Linked DNA regions of Mus musculus: region 2 is linked to region 1. The links are chromatin contacts, called in public HiCAR-type maps. All regions are on one chromosome and are shown on one strand. The core of a region is the stretch at or near the end of the contact, and the rest is flanking DNA. Distances in the headings are between cores, read along the strand shown.

Region 1 (5,871 bases), core at 2,931-5,430:
GAAGTTTGATGCCCCAGGGTAGAGGAATGCTATGGAGGTGAAGCAGGAGTGGGCAGGTAGATAGGGAAGCATCCTCATAGAAGCAGGAGGGAGGGGATATGGGTTAGGGGGCTTATTGAGGGGAAACTAGGAAGGGGGATAACATTCGAAATGTAAATAAATAAAATAACCCCTCTCCCCCCCCAAAAAAGATTGCCCCTCTCAGATAATTCTGGCAAGTAGCATCCTCTACCTGCTGCTAACCATCTTCAAGCAGGTTACTCTAAACATGGTTTTATGAAGCAGAAGTAACCAGTTCAGAGCAGGGAAAACAAAATCAGGAAAACAAAATAATTACTTTTAAGCCATAAACAGTTCTTTTTAGAGAGATGTGAGGAACAAACCTGTTTACTTCATCCAAATGGCTAAACAGCCTGGTTCCTTCTATTTTCCCATTGTTACTCAAGGTCAAACTGCCTTCTTCCACGTGTTCCTGGAGTTATTGGCCTGTTGCTAAGTACATAAGGATGTGATTACGTGAAGCTGTTATATGACTCACAAGAGAAGAAACCACAGGGAACTGACCAGCTATAAGGCAAATGTTTCTTAAAGCTGTAAGAAGTAGTACTAATATTTATTTTAAACAAGCCTCTTCATGTCTACAGAGTCATTTTATATATCTGTTTTAATCAATACAAGTAACAATAATTTAGGAAAATTTGAAAGATTAACCTAAAATCTTTATTTTTAGTGCTTTTCTTGCCCCTTATTTTTGAGGATTGACATAACTTTGTTACCGAGTCACAGAATTATAAATGAGTAAGAACATCCTAAGAAAACAGAAAAAATTATATAAATAATGTTTACTAAGTGGGATTTGTGAAAGTGATGGTCTGGAAACCTAATGTAAACTCAGGTGAACACAATAAGACTATCATCGAGGAGAATGGAGCGATGACTTAGCAGTTATGACCACTTCCTTGATCATGCAGGTTCAATTCCCAGCATCCACATGGTAGTTAACAACTATCCAAAATTCCAGTTGTGGGGGATCTGATACCATCTTATGACCTCTGCAGGCATTTGGTTCAATGACATACTATTTGCACACACACCCCACCCCCCCATACACATGAAAATGTTACAAAACATATTTGTATTTATGTATGTATGTGTGTGCATATATATATGTATATATATATACACATATATATGTATATATATATATATATATATATATATATATATATTGCAACGTATATATGTTATATACCATTTTAAAATATACATTAAAAGAAATGTTCTTCTAGTGTCTACCTTGTATTTTGCGAGTGCTTGGCCAGGAGACAAATAATGAGACATACTCACTGTTGACAATTTTAATCTGTGACTGAATAGTATATGGAGGTTCTTCTACCAACATTTAAATGGTGACATGTCACCCAATTCCACATCCCGGGACTGGCAGACAATTCTGTGTATTGCTATATCAGATTTAGGAGTCTTGATAAGGAATAAAAGACGAGATATTGCTTAAAATGATATTTTTATTATTTAATTGCAAAGCACTTTTACTTCCCTTCAGGTCATTTATCAGTAACTTGTGTCCAAAAATGAAAAAAAAATCCAATAAAGTTAAATAGTTCTCCTAACAGTTTTTCGTGACAGTTAATTTATTCCAAAACAACTCTCCCTTAGTACATGGCTTCCAGGCCTTCAAATTCTGTTATAGAACTCCTTTAACTCAGAGCAGGATTTGAAAATTACGCAGAACCAATAAGAGTGTATATGTGTGTGGTTTGGAAGCAGTGATTAAAACCCTCTTCCCTCTGCACCTTCAAATTACACTTGTGTAAAATGTAAAGCAAACTATTTTTACGTACAGAAAGCACACATTCAAAATATGTATTTAGTGTGTTTCGAAACTTTTCTGAGATGGCAAGTCATCCACAGAGAACAAGTGCTTACAACATAAAGCTTTATTTGTGTAGCAGTACAGCCAACCTCTATTGTTCCAGTCCCTTTTGTTTTAAATGAATAACCTGAACAGTTTAAAGGTTAACTCTCCAGGGTCAAATCTGGGTCTTGAGAGGCTTGAGTCCCTGTGGATAGAGAAGACTAGGGGAAGAGAAAAAAAAAAAAAAAGGCGGGGGATGGGGGAGGGAAATTAGAGAGAGGGGGAAAGGGGAAAAAGTGGATGAAGGAGAAAACCATCTGGAGTGAGGTCTCTATATCTCAAGCATATGGGCATCACTCTCTAGACTGTAACAAGGAGGCGACCACAGTGTTTTGGGAGGCTCTGGATAGCCTGATGCTGCGCAGCATGGCATGGCCATCCATCACCTTACTTAAGTTCACACCAGGAGTTAGGCGCTCTGGATCCTGAGCCAGGCAGGCACAAAGGTTCCTTAGAGAGGCCACAGGTTCTCCTGTGTGTGTTGACTCCGTTTTCTACGGGGAGGGAAGGGTCCCATCTGCTGGAGACTTATCTCAGTTCTAAGGTTTCTGGATAACCAGGGAGGGGTGTGTGAGCTAAGCGAGGAACCAGAAGACCTCTCAGCTATCAGCAGTGGGAGGTGCAGGCATGGTAGGGCGGAGAAGCATCAGTTAGTGAAGCCAAATCTAAACCTGGGCCCCAGGTGCTGGCCGACTCCCGCTGAGCTGCCTCTGTTCTCCACAGTGTTGTCTGGAAGCTGCGGCTAACAACGCTGTCCACGCGGCGTGGGAATCCTCTTTCTCCTTCCACGCTACGTACCTGGCTTGAGCTGTAGGTTCTGGGGAAACCCTCCTCTCAGGGACCAGTCCAGACTGGGTTGCCTCTGCTCGCTGTCGCTGCCGCGCCTTCCTCGCTGCGATCCCATCAGGACCATGGAGGAATTCTTCCATTGCCCTCCCGCTCAGGGCGACTTGTACTCCGGAATTTCTGGCCTGGCGCCTTTCGGGTGAGCTCAGAGACGAACCAGTCTCCCTGCCGGTTCGAGATTACCCGAGAAGAGAGGATCCGATTGTCCCGGAGCTGCAAATCGATTTCTCTGTCCCCGCCTTCATCCTCCTCTCCTTCCCCCTAGCCTCTGGGTTTGTTTATGTAGCATCTGGCAGCCGCGAGGCAGTGGCCACTACCTTCCGGCCGTGACTCGCCCTCCCCTCCCGGCTTCTAGGCTCCCGCACGTGGTAGACACCAGTATCATCGCCAGCAGGCAGGAGACAGCCAGCGGGAGGCGGACCCCTGGGTGCCAGCTCCACGCGCGTTCTCGCCGTCCTCACTCATCCTCCGCGCGCCCTCTCCCACTTGCCTGTAAAGCCCGGTCACACTTGACATTCGCCGCCTGCCATCCGTCCCTTGCCGTGAAGTGGAGATCAGAAATACTGCCCTGGGGGTGCTGGTGATGCTTCGCTGGGTTCGTTCAGTTGCTGGAAAAGAATGGTAACATGAACAGTGGAGCGTGAGAGCGTCAGCAGAGGAAGGGGGCGAGATTGATGGGTAGAGAGCACACTTCTCTGAGGCTCTCATTCCCAGGACTGCACTTGGAGGAAGGGACGTCTTTGCGCCTGCACTTCCTGGCTGGACTCCGCTGACATCTGTAGCCTCCTTCCAGCCAGGTTCCCAGGTCGCCTAGATGCTGCCTGCAGAGGAGTGTTCTGACGGCGCATGAAGATCCAGGAGTTTGTGAACCCCTATCCAAACATAGTTCTGACCTGGTTATGGTGTCCCTGGATCTTGCCTGACAAGCTGGCTTCCAAGGGAGTTGAACTTGAGTTCAGGTGGGTTATCCCAAAGCAAGCAAATAAAAAGCTGTTCGGGGAAGATAAGGAAGGTGTTGTGCCAATGTCAAAAGCGGACACTTTTCTTCCAGACACTTGACTGGACCAAGCCACTCCCTCCCATTCAGTTCTCGCTTTTCATCTCCGACTCTACATCCCGGACCTCCCACACTAAGGGCGGGGGATGGTGGGCAAACAGCGACAGACAAACACCTCCTATTTACTGATAGATCTAGCATGCTCTCGACTTCCTCATAACTTACCATTATTCTATGAAACGATCGTATTTACTCCACTGCTTTATATTAATGGAGGTCAATAGATTTAACGATTTCCTCAGTTGACTCGTTTATTTCTAAGCCAATAGATAATGCCGTCGTCATAGTTTTCTGGGGGAAAGTAACTGTGCGTTTGTTCTGCAGATGGCCAACTCCCTCTGAACCCTGCAGATTGGTGCTGAGCACACAACAAAAGTTTTTTGCTTCCCCTCAGTTTCTGGTGCTTCCCAGGAAAGAGGAAAGGACTTTGGCATTAAACTCAAGAAGTAGTCTGGGAGACATCTCTAACTTTTCTCCATTGTTATCCTTTGCAATGAAGAGGAAACAGAAGAGGTTTCTGCAAATGACTTTGTTATTCACCGTGGCTTTAATTTTCCTGCCCAACATTGGTCTCTGGTCTTTGTACAAGGATAAACACCTGGTGAAATCTGCAGAACCCGCGGAGCATCAGGTAAGTACCAGTCAGGGCAAGGGGGCCAGGAGAATGGGTTAGATATGCACTGTTTGGGGGCATATAGAGAAAAAGTATAAGGAGTTTCTCCCAAGTCCTCATAGGACTGAATACAGGGACTTTGTGGACTTTGGGCTTTGAGCAGGTCCTGGTTTGCAGCTCATGACACGGTGAATGGTGAATGGAACATAAAATGAGAAAGAATCCAAGGTCAAGAAGAGAAGGTATATACTCTTCCAATTGGTCAGTGATTAATTTTTTGACTTGAAGGGGGCAGGGTGGAAAGGAGTCAGAAGTGCTTTGGTACAAGTTCAATTACAGGGATTGGTTTCTGCCTTCTGTCTTGTGTGCGTGTCTGTATTAAGTGCATCTGGCCAACTAAGTTATTCAGATTTTAAAGTGGTTTTCCAAAATCAATCATTTGCATATATATGTATATATATGAAAAGATTCTTATCCTGTGGAAACTTAAACTTTGTCTTTTGTTTCCTCTGTTCCTAATGTGGTCTGGTAGGTTAATTGCTAGAGACAATTATTAAGAATCTATATTCAATCCCCCACCTCCAACATTTGATAACTTTGTTGCTAAAAGCCTTCCCTCATGTGCTAAACAGGCTGTGTGATATTTTGCCTTCCTTCTACTTAGCATGTAACTATTAGTATGCTTATGTTTGCAGTAAGAGTTAATCCTGTGTCTAGGTAACTCTCATAGAGAGTAAGAATACCAACTATCCTTCACAAAATGCTGATGGAAATCAGTAGTGCTGTTTTTCTGCTGATTAGCAAATACAGCATGTATTTTTTTAAAGAAGAAAAACTTTGAACAAGGGATTACAGCCTACTTCATGAAAACACTATACTTCTCTATTCAGTGTCAAGGATTGCTTTATAATATTAATATGCTTAATTTCATGGGTCATCACCTGTGTATTCTATGTACTTTTCTCACATAGAAGGGACTAAGTAATCCACTTTTAGACAGCAGCAATGTGAATTGATAGCAATTGAATATTTTTACCTATACTTAACAGAGTTTAAGTTTGCATTTATGCAGTGAAAGTTGTGAATTATATGGAAGACATCTGATTTTTTTTTCATTACAAGAACTCATCATCAGTATCTGAACTATAAATAAACTAAATGCTCTGGATTTTTAGTGGATTGGAATTTTGAAAGACAATGCTGGTATACTTTCATTGAGTTGATCTTGACCATACTTCCAAGCTGAAATTTAGCTTCAGACTTAAGTATGATGGGCTTTGTCATTCTAAAATATTCAGAGGAGATACCAGCTTTGTATGTGAACTTGGAACCACATATTGATCACATATTTTTCCAATCTTTTATTCAAAGAATAACGTTAATAGTAGTAATCAGTATATTGCTATTAAAATTTCAATC
Region 2 (5,977 bases), core at 1,602-4,101, 1.7 Mb before region 1:
TGTCAACAAAAATCAATGTATCTATGCACACATGTATCTTAGTGGGCTAAATTTAGGGCACTGGTGGAGGAAGAATCGTCATCCTTGCTTTGCAACTGCCCACCATGGTTTGGGAGACCTTTTCATCTTCAAAGTTGGTAGCAGCCCATGGAGTCTTCCTCAAGACACTACCATAGAATTCTTCCTTAGCCTCTGTGAGCCCTGGGATGACACAGGACACACATGGACGATTCGGAATTATCTTCTTATCTCAAAGTTCTTCTTCAGCACATCCACAAGTCTCGTCATGACCATGCATGGAGACATTTTTCTGCCTACCATAAATAAGTTCTTTCTGAATACAGGACCCACTTCTCTGCTTTAAAAGACTCTGAACCAATTTTCAGTATTCCCAGAGATTAAGTACAAAGCCACCCCTTCCACAAGGGCCTTTCCTCCTCCAAGCCCAAGGAGGCCATTTTTCTCTGCCTCTTTTCAGGCCCACACACATACATGGACTGCAACGCTTATTTTCTACTCTAATTGATTTGTCTTCGGGCACATCACTCCAACTAGATGGTATGAGTCATGATGTCTTACTCATCCTTGCAGCTTATGAAGCCTGGCCATAAAAGTTTGTGGGGAAGAAAATTTAATGTGAAATTTTAATGCATGAAGAGGCCTCAGGTGGAGGCAGAAGCAAGACCAATAAATTTACAGAGCCTCTGTTTGGAGCATGAGTATTAAATGGCTCTGTCTGCCTTTAATTAGTTATAATCACATAACCAACCAACCCCTATTCTTTTAACCCCATTCCACAGAGGTATCACGGCAAATTTAAAACCAACCATTTGCACCTTAATGCTGATTTTTACTATATGTGACTGGCCATGGAAACTGTCAGAATTGTAAGTGTTCCCCTGGGTTTTGCTAGAAAAGACAACTTGTATCCCAAATGCTAGAATGAATTCTAAGTTAGGCAAACACTACTATCTACATATTTCCTGAATTCATACAAACACACTTGCTTAATGACGCTATATGACTTGGGCTGAGACTGAACAATTTGGTTACTGCAAGTAGCTACTTGGCATTTAAGTGTCTGGAAGTTCTTGAAGAAAAATATTGAAAGCTCAAATTAAACAATAGCTGTGGTACTTAAATAGTCTTAAATTTTTCAATTGTTAGCCAAAAAGGGTGAGGAGTGGGGTTTGAATAAGGTCACATGAGTGTGAGGAGATTTATTTTTAAAAGAAATGGTCTGTTGTGTTCATCTAGTGTCACTAGCAAACCCAGGGGGCACAGAAGTACAAACCCAGCAACACTTGTAAGACCTAGGTGCTCAGCCCCCTGCTATCAATCAGAAAGACACAGCTAAGGAAAGATCCCACTTGTCTCTTTCTAAACAGCACAAGGCATAGCTAGGTGGAGCAATCAGGGCACATTGTAAACGTGGTGCATCACACAGAGCCAGGTAATGTAACCAGTCATGTGCTGGGCTCCTCAAACTTGTAAGTATTTTAATAGATGAATATGGGTAGCTGTAGGGGAAAACAGTAACATTACCTTAGAAGGTACAGATTGCATTTTTGTGCATTAGCTCACTGCCTGCAAACTACCTTGCTCTAATTTAGTCTCTCCTGAAAAACAATTCTTTTTCCATCTTGCAGATTTAATCCTGAACATTTTACTATGTTGAGTGTAGTAGCAACTTTAAAAAAAAAGTGTTTTGCCTGGGGGGGGGGGAGTGAGAAAACTTCAAAAACCACTGTTTCTGCAATGCTGATTCCAAGTTCCTAATATAAAGCTAGAGCAAATAAAGATTGCTACAGTAACCACACTTTGAACAAGTGTCTTTCAAAACAATGACGACGGAGCCATAATATTTTCTACAGGGTGAGCAGCTGATGTACCTGCAAACATCTTCTTTTCTTTTTTCCAGTTTGCTTTATAAACCTTGGAATTTGCGATCCCAGGCTAATTTAAAGAGGGAGACAAGCAATTCTCGGGCTTAAAAAGGATTGACTCGGCATTTACTTTTTTAGCCAAAGAAGGACGTTCCCCCATTCCAGGCCACCAGACAATTTGGTGTCAACTTGCTATGGTGGGAAATGCGACAAACTCCAAGAGCTCTCAAGACAAGGAAGCAGCTCTTAGCACCAGCTGCTTCCCACACTCCTGCAGCATCAGGACGCGGCGCTTCGGAGCTCCCCACGCCGCCTTCCGGGCAAAGGCCAGTACACCCTTCCCTGTCTGGGGAAACTGAGGCACCGTGACAAGAACGATCCACAGCTGGGCGAAGAGCCCTGTCTCTGCGTGGCATCCTCCTTCTCCCGGGAGATTGGGAAGGCTCTGTGCTAACGCGCTGTGGACAGCGCGCCCCTGGCCATCAGAAGGTTGTGGCACGAGCCTTGGACGCGACTGTCCCCAACCCGCCGGTCTCCGCCCTGCATGTACTTCCAGCATCCTGCGACCAGCCACGAGCTGGGAGAGCAGGGCACCTCCAGGCGCGTAGCCTCGCCAGCCCAGGCGTCCGAAAGTTCTGCAGCTCGGGCGGCCGCTGACCACAAACCCGGTGCGAGGCTCCCTCCTACTGTAGCCCGCCGCCCAGGCTCGCCCGCCCAGTGCCCTCACTGACCTGACACCGCTGCGCCACTCGGGTGGTCGCCGTGCACCTCTCGCCATGGCCACCCGGGGAGCTCTGCAGCACCGAGCGTGTACCAACCTCCTCCGCCGCCCGCGCCTCTTCTCGATGCGGGTTACGAGCCCCGCCGCCGGGAGCCGGAGCTTCCCACCTACGGGCTCCAGAGCCGGCGAGAGCCGAGCATGCCCAGTGCGGCTCCCGGCGGCGCCGAGGTCCGGTGCACTCTGCACAACCGGGTTTTCGCCGCAGCCGCGGCCCGGGGCGGGCCGCTGCGGGTGGTGGGCTCCGCCCACCCCGGGCTGGCCCTGCAGTCTGCAGGGAAGCATCGTGCTCAGAGAGCCCGGCCTCTGGGCGGGACCGGGCGGCCACTGGGCGGTGCTCCCGCGCTCCACCCTGCCTCTTCCTCCAGACTCAGTGGTGCTAGGGCAGCGTGACTGGTAATTGTGGGGAGGCAGGGCGCTGCCGGCGTTGTCACCTCAACTTTCCGGAGCGTCGCGTCTCAGTGGCGTTCAAGGACACGCAGGCAAAGGCGTCTTCGAATGTCATCTTGGATGCCACGGGCAACCAGCCTACCCACGCATTAACCAACCTAGTCTCTAAGGCTGTCTTGTCACAGCACCTCGCGAGCAGGAGCATATGGGGCCTCCTAGGCGGCCGGCCGCGCTGTCACAGCAAAAGCACAGTGGACGCCTCGAAGTGGCACGACAAGACACAGCAGGGTGTTTGCGGTGGATTCTGAGTGGTGTGGTTCCGCGAAAATTTATAAAACTGCCCCTTAAAATTATTTGCAGTTTCGACATTCTCTCTAAAGAGCAGTTAAGTTGTTCTGATGAGAAAAAATAAGTATTCTAAAAATATTTTTACCACCTACATAAGTTTTCTGTGAACAGTCCTGCAATATTAGTGGATCTCTCCCCTGCCATCCCACACGCATTTAAATATTATGTACCTATCATCTATCTTTCTGTCTGTCTATCTATCTATCTATCTATCTATCTATCTATCTATCTATCTATCTATCTATCTATCTATCTATCTATCTATCTATCATTCTATCTATCTATTTAAGGGAGATCTTGTCAGTTTCTGGGACAGTGACCAAGCTCTTCTTCCCTGGCTCTTCTATCCTGGCCCCCTCCGGCCACGCCCCACACCGTGTTTTTTTTTTTTTTTTTTTTAAGAAGGGTAGCCCCGCCCCCACACCTATGTTGGTCATAGGCTGCTGGAAAAACACGGAGAGTTGGATTAAGCAAATTAACGCTACTAAAGTGGCTCAGGCTGTCAGACCCCGCGTATTCCACTCTGAGTTAGGAACAGCTGTCAAGATGACAGGAAGCTGTTAACGGGATAGCAGTCGACCTCCTTCTCTGTGACTGACAAACCCAGAGGCAAAGTATTGTCTGTGACCTCAAGCCCTGAGTTCCGCCGCAGAAGTGGCTGCAGGCAACTGAGCATGCTCTGAACAGTGCCAGACTGCTGCACGTGGTTGCCTCTGGCATCTGGCTGCCCAAGGTTGAGGAACATCAAGACACCAGAGCTCAGAAGACAGGAGGAGGGAGCTGCCCTTACAGCAAGCAATAGCATGGGTACGTGGGACGAACGGACGAACGCTGGTGCAGAGGGATTTATGTGCCAATGGATGCACGGGCTCTCGTTTCTAAGCATATCAAAACCTAGTCCTTCTCCAAAAGCCTGAGAAATGGAAATCATACTTGAACATTAGTTTCCATAGCATCTTAGCTCAACGAACCTCCCTGCCTCTTTCAAAAACCTAATCCGTTCAAGTTTTCAGTAACCATTCTGTACAGTTGTAGCTGAGAACCACACGGAATCTGTCTCCCTTTGTTCCAGTCAGTCATGTGTATTCTTGTAAAGTATTTTGGTATTCGCTTTGGTTCTATTTCTTTTCCTACCCACTCCTTTTTATTTTTTCCTGTCGCAAACCTGCAGAATACTCCCGTTCTATCTTAGAAATACTCGCTGCAGCATGCTTGTGTGTTTAACCCTCAGTGACGGAAGACTGGAGTGGGAAAGGCTACAGGAAAAGAAAAAAAAGAGTGCAGGATCAAGATGAATAAATTCAGCGAGAAGGAGGGAGAGAGGGTATAAAGGGACAGCAGGGAAAGGGGTGGAAGAGGTGAAGGGAGAGAGAGAGACTGTGGCTCACTGGGTTAGAAGAATGACCAGTGAGGTTCGTTGAGATTCTAGGAAACAGCCCAAATGAGAGTGGCTCTTTATGTCAGCCCCAGTTTAGCTTCAGAGTGGTTCGGGTCACCCTGTCTAGTGAAACTTTGCCTCCTTGAAAATACGCTTATGTGCTTCCCCTTTGAATCTGGGGCCATTTTAATTAACCCCATGGGTTTCTAGGATCTGATATTACTTAGGTCTAGAATACTGCACTGGATCTTGCTTGGATCTCCACAGACATGAGGATCAAAGTAATGAAGCCTGGGAACGGGTGGGCAAGGTGTCTCTTCAACAGCTATCTTGGAACTGATGTTTGAAGCTAACTCCTCCCCAGTCTACCTGTGTGACATGCACTTATAATCCCTGTCACCTTTCCTCCACATCCTGCTTCTTCATGCTCTCTTCTTTGCCCCAGCCAATTATCCTCTCTTATTCTCTCACCACTCTCTTCTCTCCTACTGCCTTGTGATCTCTCATCTTTCTGAAGATGGCTGTACCCAGTTGCTAGAATCTTTGCAGATGGGTCTGTTTTGATTGGTCAGTATCTAGTGTTTGTCCATATATGTCAATATTTTATTTCACCTTTATCCTGAACTGCATTTTTTTTCTCTACATATCCCTAAGTTCAGACTTTACGTGTAAGCTAACAAAACAGCCCAAGTGGAATGCCTCAGGAAACCCAAATCCAGTATGTCCTAAGCAGAGTTCATAAGCCATGATTGCTCTTTTGCTGTGTTTTCTAGAGAGCTTCCTGGTACCTCCACTCAGCCAGAGATCACAAATCTGGAAATGTCTAGGTCTAGTCACCTTGCTTTCTTCTGCCATCCTGCTCGTCACAGGCACCCTCCACCTGCCTGTAGGTGTGTCTTCATAGATCCTGTCCTTTGTGTCCCTACTTACTCTGCTCTCTTCAGCCCTCCTCATCACTAGACATCTTTAACCACAGACCTGTCTGTACTCTTCAACACACCCTCCTCTGTGCCTCCTTGGGTTTTTCCTTCTAAGCAAATTATATTACAGTACGTGTGTGCCTCACCTCTGAGGTGAGTTTCCAGCCTGATTCCCTAGCATGCAGTACCCTAACGAATCCAAATAGCCTGTTGTGCAAACTGACAGCCGCCCCATGCTTGTCACTTCTTTTGTTTCTCTGTCACCTTAATTCATTGG

Evidence for each region. HiCAR-type assays count read pairs that join an accessible place to other places.
Region 2: a HiCAR-type map of astrocytes shows a contact between it and region 1, with 5 times the contacts expected there. The contact joins the promoter of Mfap3l here to the promoter of Galntl6 in region 1. A contact is called at or near these places in 1 of 39 promoter capture datasets (hippocampal neurons) and 1 of 115 datasets of contacts at active chromatin or transcription factors (astrocytes).

Annotation. Positions count from the first base shown.
Region 1 is chr8:58,909,936-58,915,806 of GRCm38.p6, reverse strand. Galntl6 (UDP-N-acetyl-alpha-D-galactosamine:polypeptide N-acetylgalactosaminyltransferase-like 6) reads left to right here and starts at 4,180. Exons shown (of 12, transcript NM_175032.3): 1 at 4,180-4,470. The coding sequence starts at 4,333. It overlaps BC030500 (cDNA sequence BC030500), which reads right to left and starts at 4,052. Exons shown (of 3, transcript NM_173411.2): 1 at 4,005-4,052; 2 at 3,273-3,390; 3 at 1,509-2,947. The coding sequence starts at 3,298. The coding sequence ends at 2,602.
Region 2 is chr8:60,629,699-60,635,675 of GRCm38.p6, reverse strand. Mfap3l (microfibrillar-associated protein 3-like) reads right to left here and starts at 2,851. Exons shown (of 3, transcript NM_027756.5): 1 at 2,618-2,851. Gm34730 (a long non-coding RNA gene) reads left to right here and starts at 3,821. Exons shown (of 3, transcript XR_379010.3): 1 at 3,821-4,209.